Regions from separate parts of the Rattus norvegicus genome. Here region 1 is linked to region 2. A link is a contact called in public Hi-C data. All regions are on one chromosome and are shown on one strand. The core of a region is the stretch at or near the end of the contact, and the rest is flanking DNA. Distances in the headings are between cores, read along the strand shown. Region 1 holds the start of Ralgapa1 (Ral GTPase activating protein catalytic subunit alpha 1). Region 2 has its middle 22 kb from the start of Nfkbia.

Region 1 (3,842 bases), core at 290-2,789, 370 kb before region 2:
CAATTCCCAGCACCCACCTGGCAACTCACATCTGTGTGTAACTCCAGTTCCAGAAGGCTCTGACCCCATCTTACAGACATACATGCAGGCCAAACACCAAAACAAGCACGCAAACACACTGGACAGTGCTGGCACATGCCTTTAATCTCAGCACTCTGGAGGCAGAAGCAGGTGGATCTCTGAGTTTGAGGCCAGCTTGATCTACAGAGTGACTTCCAGGGCCGCCAGGGCTACACAGAGAAACCCTGTCTTGGAAAACCAAATCAAATCAAAACTAAACAAACAAACAAATAAATCATTTAAAGTCTCTAAAGAAAAAACACAAACAAAACTGTCTAACAAATACGGATTCAGAGTGACGGAAGGCAGATCAGCAGGTGACTGGGCACGAGGGATAGGCAATGACAGAAAAGCCAGAGTCTAGAATTCTGTGGTTATCTCCCTATGTTTTGTCTTGTGTTTGAGACATGGTCTAATGTAGCTGACCTTGACCTTAAATTATGTTTTGCCTCTCAAATCCTGCTACAACACCAGAGCACTACCACACTTAGCTGTTTTAGGCAGTTTTCTTCGGATTTATGCGAGTACTTCACATCCTAAGACAGCCTTCCTTTAAAATCATCCAGATTTCTTAATTTTTCTCTCTAATACATGGTAGGACGCATTTACTTATACAAGATATTTTATTTATGTATGTCTTGTTTTTCAGTGCTGGAGATCACCAGCAAACTGCAGCTCTAGTCATGTGCATGTTAATTTAAAGGAAAAGGATATAACACTCCTACGCATCTCTAAAGTACAGTACATTTTTAACCATTATTTTGCAAAACACAGGAAGAATCCAAATTAGAAAGTGAAATCACTGGTAAGGGTTCAGAGCTGGTATCAAGCTGGCCTTGCACATCTGTTCTGATGTTTAAGTTACTAGGAGAGATCGATTTAAAGAGCGAAGATGAAAGATCTTTTCAACAAAAACTCTAGGAACTGTTGTTTACAAGGAGCCCACAGTAGACAACACCCTCCTAAACTTTCTTGCCCTTCTTCATTAGTGCATACACAGGAAACCAAGCGGTTTCAGAGGCAGAAATGAGTTCACGCTAGCATGACGTCACGAGCACTTGACGTCAGAAGGCGGTTGCCACGGGGACCGTTCGCCACCGACGGCAGAGTCGTGAAACTCCATCACCACACGACTGGATTTTGGCCTCCGCAGGGTTGAAGCTGCTAGAGAAGCTTCAACCTTAAGGGGGCCTCAGGGAGAGAGGAGTGGCGCCGCGGCGGAGCGCTCCATCTCCGCGGCTGTGGGGTCCCGGCCACGGCCTGGGCGGCGGCGGCCGCTCCCCGTCTCCTCGTCGCTGCAGCGCGCGGGGCGGATCCGCCATATTGGAGCCGGGGCTGCAGGTTCCGTGCAGCGGCAGCGCGAGGCGGGCCTGGCCGCGGGGCCCGCGGGGCTGGGGAACGCATGAGCCGCCGCGGCTAGCCTCTTCCCCGCCCACCGCCTGCGCTGGGTCGTCGGGACCCGGCCGGGAGGGGCCGCGGCGGCCGCAGGATGTTCTCTAAGAAGCCGCACGGGGACGTGAAGAAGTCCACCCAGAAGGTGCTGGACACCAAGAAGGACGCGCTGACCCGCCTCAAGCACCTGCGCATCGTCATCGGTGAGGAGAGTAGTGACCCGGGGCACAGCCGCGGCCTCGCTGCCCTGGCCTGTCACCCCGCGAGCTCCGGGGCTCGCCCTCGCGACCTGGCGCGGTCGGGAGTGAGGGCCGGCAGCGCCTCTGCCCACGCGCGGGAGGGCGGACGGTGAGGGAAGGGGGCGGCTTGGCAGTTGGTATAAACCAGTCAGCACCAGCTCGGAGAGATCCACGTTTGAGTTCCTGGTCTGATTCTTTAAAAAAAAAAAAAAAAATGTCAGGCCAGAAACTTAAGTCCTTGATGAGACTTCAGGGACACTTGGTGTGGGTAATGGTGTTTAGAGGGTGTGTTTGCCATGACTGACTACTGCCATCCCCACCCGAGTAGAAAGAAAAGCAGAGTGCTGGCTCGGCCAGTGTAACCCGTAGTCTTTCAAGTTTTTTTGGCAGGTGAGGGCCTGGAGGAAGCAATTACACCTCTTTGGGAAGTGGGTGGTTCCTGAAGCTTGTGGAAAGAACCCCGCCCTACACCCTGTTCTTCATTTGCTGTCCTTTTAGAAGGAAAACTAATGACAGAGAACGAGATTCTCGAGAACTATACAGAATTCAGTTTTCATTAAAAATTTCTTACTCTCCACCATCTTCAACTTGAGTTTCTCTAAAGACCTAAATTTGGGATAAAGTGTTAAACGGGGATTTTTGGATACCTGATCATAGACAACATTGCTAAAGGCCAAACTGTGTACTTATGGGACTTTTGATTCTGTACTTGTTTTTTTGGTTTTGTTGTTGTTTGTTTGTTTGTTTTTTGTTTTTTTTGTTGGGTTTTTTTATGAAGAAATTTGAGGTAAAAAGGAGAGTCATTCAGGGCTTACGTATAGAATAATACGGTAACTGAGGTTAGAGGCCACATGACTGGATTCTAAGTCAAAGTTTATCTTCTCAAGCTGTTTTCCTAACTTCTGCCTATTTTGGAAAGTGACTTATATGTTTAGTGGTGTGTCCTCTGTTTCATGGGTGGACTTCTCTACTGTGTTGTGACTAATACCACTAGTAATACCCAACAATTGTGTTAACTGTCTACAAAGGGTTTCACATGAATTAGTACAATGTAGCTTGACAGTCTGTCTAGAAATAGAGATATTATTGCCGTTTTTAAAAATATAAACGAGCAAGTTGAAGGTAAGCAATGGATGGAGCCAACGGAGACTGAATCCCAAACGAAGCCCAGATTTTCTGTCTCTAATTTTTTTTCAGCCTTCCTACATGTCTGACAGCTAATCTTTATCACAAGTACATGCTCCTATGATATACTGTGAAAGCAATCAGATCCATCTTACCTAAACCTTTTAAATATGGGCGAGGTTTTTAAACATTTTCATTCTGGATGAAGTTTATGAAAAGATATGCTGAGACATACAAAGTCGTTGAACACGTAGATGTATTACAAAATCATGGCAGTTGAAACTTGACACTTGATGCAACCAGACTCTGACTTGCGACAAGCCGTACGTAGACTGCATAATTGCAGAGCTGTAAAGCTCACTTACAGCAGGACATTGAGAGTTCCTAAATTAATTGCCAGGGTTGATTACCGATTGGTTTATATTTCTTTGGCACAGAGACTTTTGTGGTTGTGTGTGTGTTTTGTAACTTGGGAAACATGAGATGTATTACTACCACACATGTTGGTTATTTTATACAACCTGGTTTGTATTTTATACAGATCTCAGTTTGAAAATAGAATACTTAAAAAAAACTTTTTTTTTTTAATTTAAGGAGTCTTTTTACAAAATGAAATCACCAGGGATGTCTTACTTTCAAACCTCAAACCTTCAGGTGTTGAATATTCTTACAGACCTGTGCCCTTGAGAAGCCCACACTAACGTAGCTGTAGAGGCATGGTTCTTAGGCAAGCACATTGTGTCAGCAGCAGTTGGTCACGTCTGGAAACACTTGTTCTGTGGGCAGTTGCATACTACGTATAGTAGCTAGATGCTGCCCTAAGTGTCAGGATAGCAGGTTCTGAGACCTTGTCATAATGTGTACTAAAAGATGAACCCCCAGATGCTAGGGTTGGTTTTAAGTTCTCTCCCTCTGCCTCTGGGCTAGGAACTGAACTGGGGACTCAAGTGTGCTAGCGGGCACTTTGTTGCTGAGCAATATTTCAGCTTCAATATTTAATGGTTAAGTTATTTCATCTAAAATAGG
Region 2 (3,338 bases), core at 1-2,500:
TCATACTCCCTAAGCCGTTATTCTCCATAAGACCAACATAGGACCAGGGAAGTAATGAGCTATAAACATACTCGACAGCCAGGAGCTCTGCCCCTCCGCTATGTCTCCAGCCTCTGCATAGACAATACAGAAGGATGTGTATCGTATTGATAGCAGTCGTCTTTGATAAGAACGAGGCTGGTTCTAATCCCTTTACACTTCATCAGACTTTCTTTCAGTAGCAAGGGTAAGATTTGTAACTTACAGAATGGTTTTGTGGAAGACCCTGAGAACAGAGCATGCCAATTCCAGGCCTTAACATCATTCGAGACATCGTAAAGGCCGTGAACAAACCGGAGCTGAAGTCTTTAATGGCCCAGTGGCACCACTGACCAGAAGCAAGACCCCTGCCCACGAGGACCGGGACTCCAAGTTTGGAAGGCTGAGTGGGAGCCAATGTGGAAGGCATGGCGGCTCATGTCTGTAGTCCCAGAACTGGGAGCGAGGGGCTAAGGTAGGAAGAGTACCCTGACTTTGAGGTCACCCTGGGCTACAGAAGACCCAGGGAATCTGACCCCTCCAAGCGCACCAGGCATGAACATGATGGACATATGTATATGCAGGCAAAACATTCATAAACATAAAGTACAATAAATCTAAAAAAAATTAAAAAGCAAAACAATAACAAAACCCTTCAGCTTCTTCATTATCAAAGGCACAGAAGAGAAATTTCTTGTTGGCTGGGCCCATTTTCAGGCACAAACAACGCTTACCTTAATTATTATATTATCTTAATCAGAGAGCCATGCTTTCCCACCAGAGACTCCCGACAAGATCAGGCCTAGCGATGTTCCCTCGCAGAAGGGAACAGGAGGGTCATCTAAGATTCCCAGCCAGCGTATCCCCACTTCCAGATACTCATAATTCTGCCCCAGCTGCACTGAGTGGACTCAGAAGATGCTAAAGTATGTAGAAACAAGGTTAGCTGAAGGGGTGCATCTCTGTAGCTGTGAGGAGATCGCCACTCAGCACTCACCCTGTCTTCAGTGGCGTAACTTGTGGGGGACACCCATGTACCCGTAAGCCCACAAACTGCTTGGTTAGACGTGGGTGGAATCATTGCATTGCTTGGTCACCAGTGCCCTATCTGGGTTAAGCACACACAGGAAAGTTATCACAAGCCAGCTCATCGCTAAATGAAGCTTGTTGACCATCTGGGAGCTGAAAGGGATCAAGAATGCCTAGTTTGTTCCCATATTAGTAATGAAGCTGCCCTCAGCCATGTGATCACCCCACCCCTCACCATGATACAGTCTGCAAGGCTCTAACTGAGTGTATTGTTTGAAAAATCGATTCGAAGAGCAGTTTTGTTTTGTTTTGTTTTTTGTGGGGGGGGGGGGCGCCTGCAGTCCTGTGACAGTCCCACCCCAATCTCCCTTTGGGGAATCTGTGTTGTCAACACTCCACCCCATATAACTCACAGGCTGCAGCAGCTGTGGCAGCATTTTTTCATCCTTGGTTAGTTTTCTACCCCCTCCCCCCACCTCCCTCAGCCTCCTAGTTATGCCAGTTCTTCTTTTGGGAAGGATCCCTCGGGGCTTCATTAATTACTCAATCCAGCCCACGGGTCACCGCTGCTGCTTCAGGGGTCGAGCGAGGTCCTACAGCAGAGACCCAGGAAGGCCATCGGAATGTGGCGCGGAAGAGGGCGCCCACTACCGGCATCCCTGGCAAACTGCACACGACCTGCTAAGCGACAGTTCCAGCAGGTCTCCTGGTCCCTGTAAAGAAGCCATGGCTGTCGTTGGCTTTTACGCGAGGTCCTTATCTCGAGTGTCAAAATCACTTAGCACCGGTGGACTCCAGAACATGAAGGCTAATCCAAAGGAAACCCTTAAAAAAAAATCAGACAAATCTTAAGGTGAGATGCAACGGAGTTGCCTTTTACAGTGACTCCACAAACCAAAGGAATCAATTTTCTGAGAGAATGCAACTGGATTTTAGTAAGAAAGAACTACAGGAAAAACCTAAGATCAAATGCATCACTCGGGAGAACACAAAGCAATTAAGGCAGGAGAGAAAGAGGACGCCGGCTCCAGAGGAAATGGAAGCAGGGCGCTCTTACGCTCTGGATGAACGCAGGCCAGGCCCTCTTCAGAGGAAACGGTTTCATTAACTAAATGGCTTGGAAGCTCTTAACACGGATGAACCAGGGAGAACGTGTTTCTGGGACAGAGAAGGAGAGAGGTTGATTTTTAAAATGGGAACCAAAAATACTTCTTCCAAAACAGAATCTTCTTGTCTATAAACCAGTAAGAAAATTAAAGTAACTCAATAAACAGACCCATGGGCAAAGATTATGAGCGCGCACACACACACACACACACACACATACACACACACACTCACACACACACATACACACACATACACATACATACACACACATATACATACATACACACACATACACATACATACACACATACACACATACACACACATACATACTCACACACACATACACTCAAACACACATACATACACACACATACACACATACACACACATACACACATACACACACATACACTCATACACACACACACATACACACTCTCACACACATATACACACACCCCAAATCACTAAGAGATACTCAACTTCCCTTATAATTAAGCAAATAAAAATTAAGACAATAGTATCATCTTATCAGATTGGTGAACATGTAACAAACTATGCTTGAGGTTGACCAAGGAGCTATAGCCGTAGCTCAGCAGTGACCAGAGTTCAATCCCAGCCCCTGACTGAATAGGCTGGGCAGGCTGAATAAGAGGGTAAGAGAACAACAGCAATGGCCCAAGCCATGGTGATGGTGTAAGCTTTTAATCCCAGCACTAGGAAAGCAGAGGCAGGCAGATCTCTGAGTTCGAGGCCAGCCTGGTCTACAGAGTGAGTTCCAGGACAGCCTGGGCTACCCAGAGAAACCTTGTCTTGAAATAAATAAATAAATGGATGAATAGTGAAACCTTTTGTTTAGATCACTAATTAGCACAACTTTCATTTTAAGGAAATGTTCCAATTTTTACTGAACATTTTGTCCCTGTCCTTTAATTCAACATTTCTGTCTCTAATGTGTTTAATAAGTGTGTGTGTGTGTGTGTGTGTGTGTGTGTGTGTGTGTGTAAACGTGTGTAAGTTCAGGTACATGCACGCCACAGTGCACCTGTGGAGCTCAAACAGTCCAAGTTGTTCTACCCGGAGACCTATTCTCCACTGTGTACTCCAGGCTGCCTGCCAATGAGCTCCCAGGAACTCAAATGTCTCCACTTCCTGTCTTCCCATAGCAACGCTACGGT

Evidence for each region. A called contact is a pair of places that touch in the nucleus more often than the background predicts.
Region 1: a contact with region 2 is called in a Hi-C map of Schwann cells, with 8 times the contacts expected there. The contact joins the promoter of Ralgapa1 here to the enhancer-like site in region 2. A contact is called at or near these places in 10 of 12 Hi-C or Micro-C datasets (the A7r5 cell line, the Rat2 cell line, Schwann cells and 6 more).

Annotation. Positions count from the first base shown.
Region 1 is chr6:78,985,183-78,989,024 of GRCr8, reverse strand. It overlaps Ralgapa1 (Ral GTPase activating protein catalytic subunit alpha 1), which reads left to right and starts at 1,539. Exons shown (of 41, transcript NM_020083.4): 1 at 1,539-1,655. The coding sequence starts at 1,550. It overlaps Ftl1l2 (ferritin light chain 1 like 2), which reads left to right and starts at 1,771. Exons shown (of 2, transcript XM_039113181.2): 1 at 1,771-2,081. Mir3593 (microRNA 3593) reads left to right here and starts at 1,180; the gene lies at 1,180-1,270.
Region 2 is chr6:78,617,628-78,620,965 of GRCr8, reverse strand. No RefSeq gene overlaps it. Among named protein-coding and RNA genes, the nearest start is that of Nfkbia, 22 kb to the right of the region's middle. Within about 2 kb of position 1,250, at least 37 of the 93 cell types and tissues checked have an H3K27ac peak or open chromatin away from gene starts, as enhancers often do. A contact at or near this core is called in Schwann cells, where this site is marked.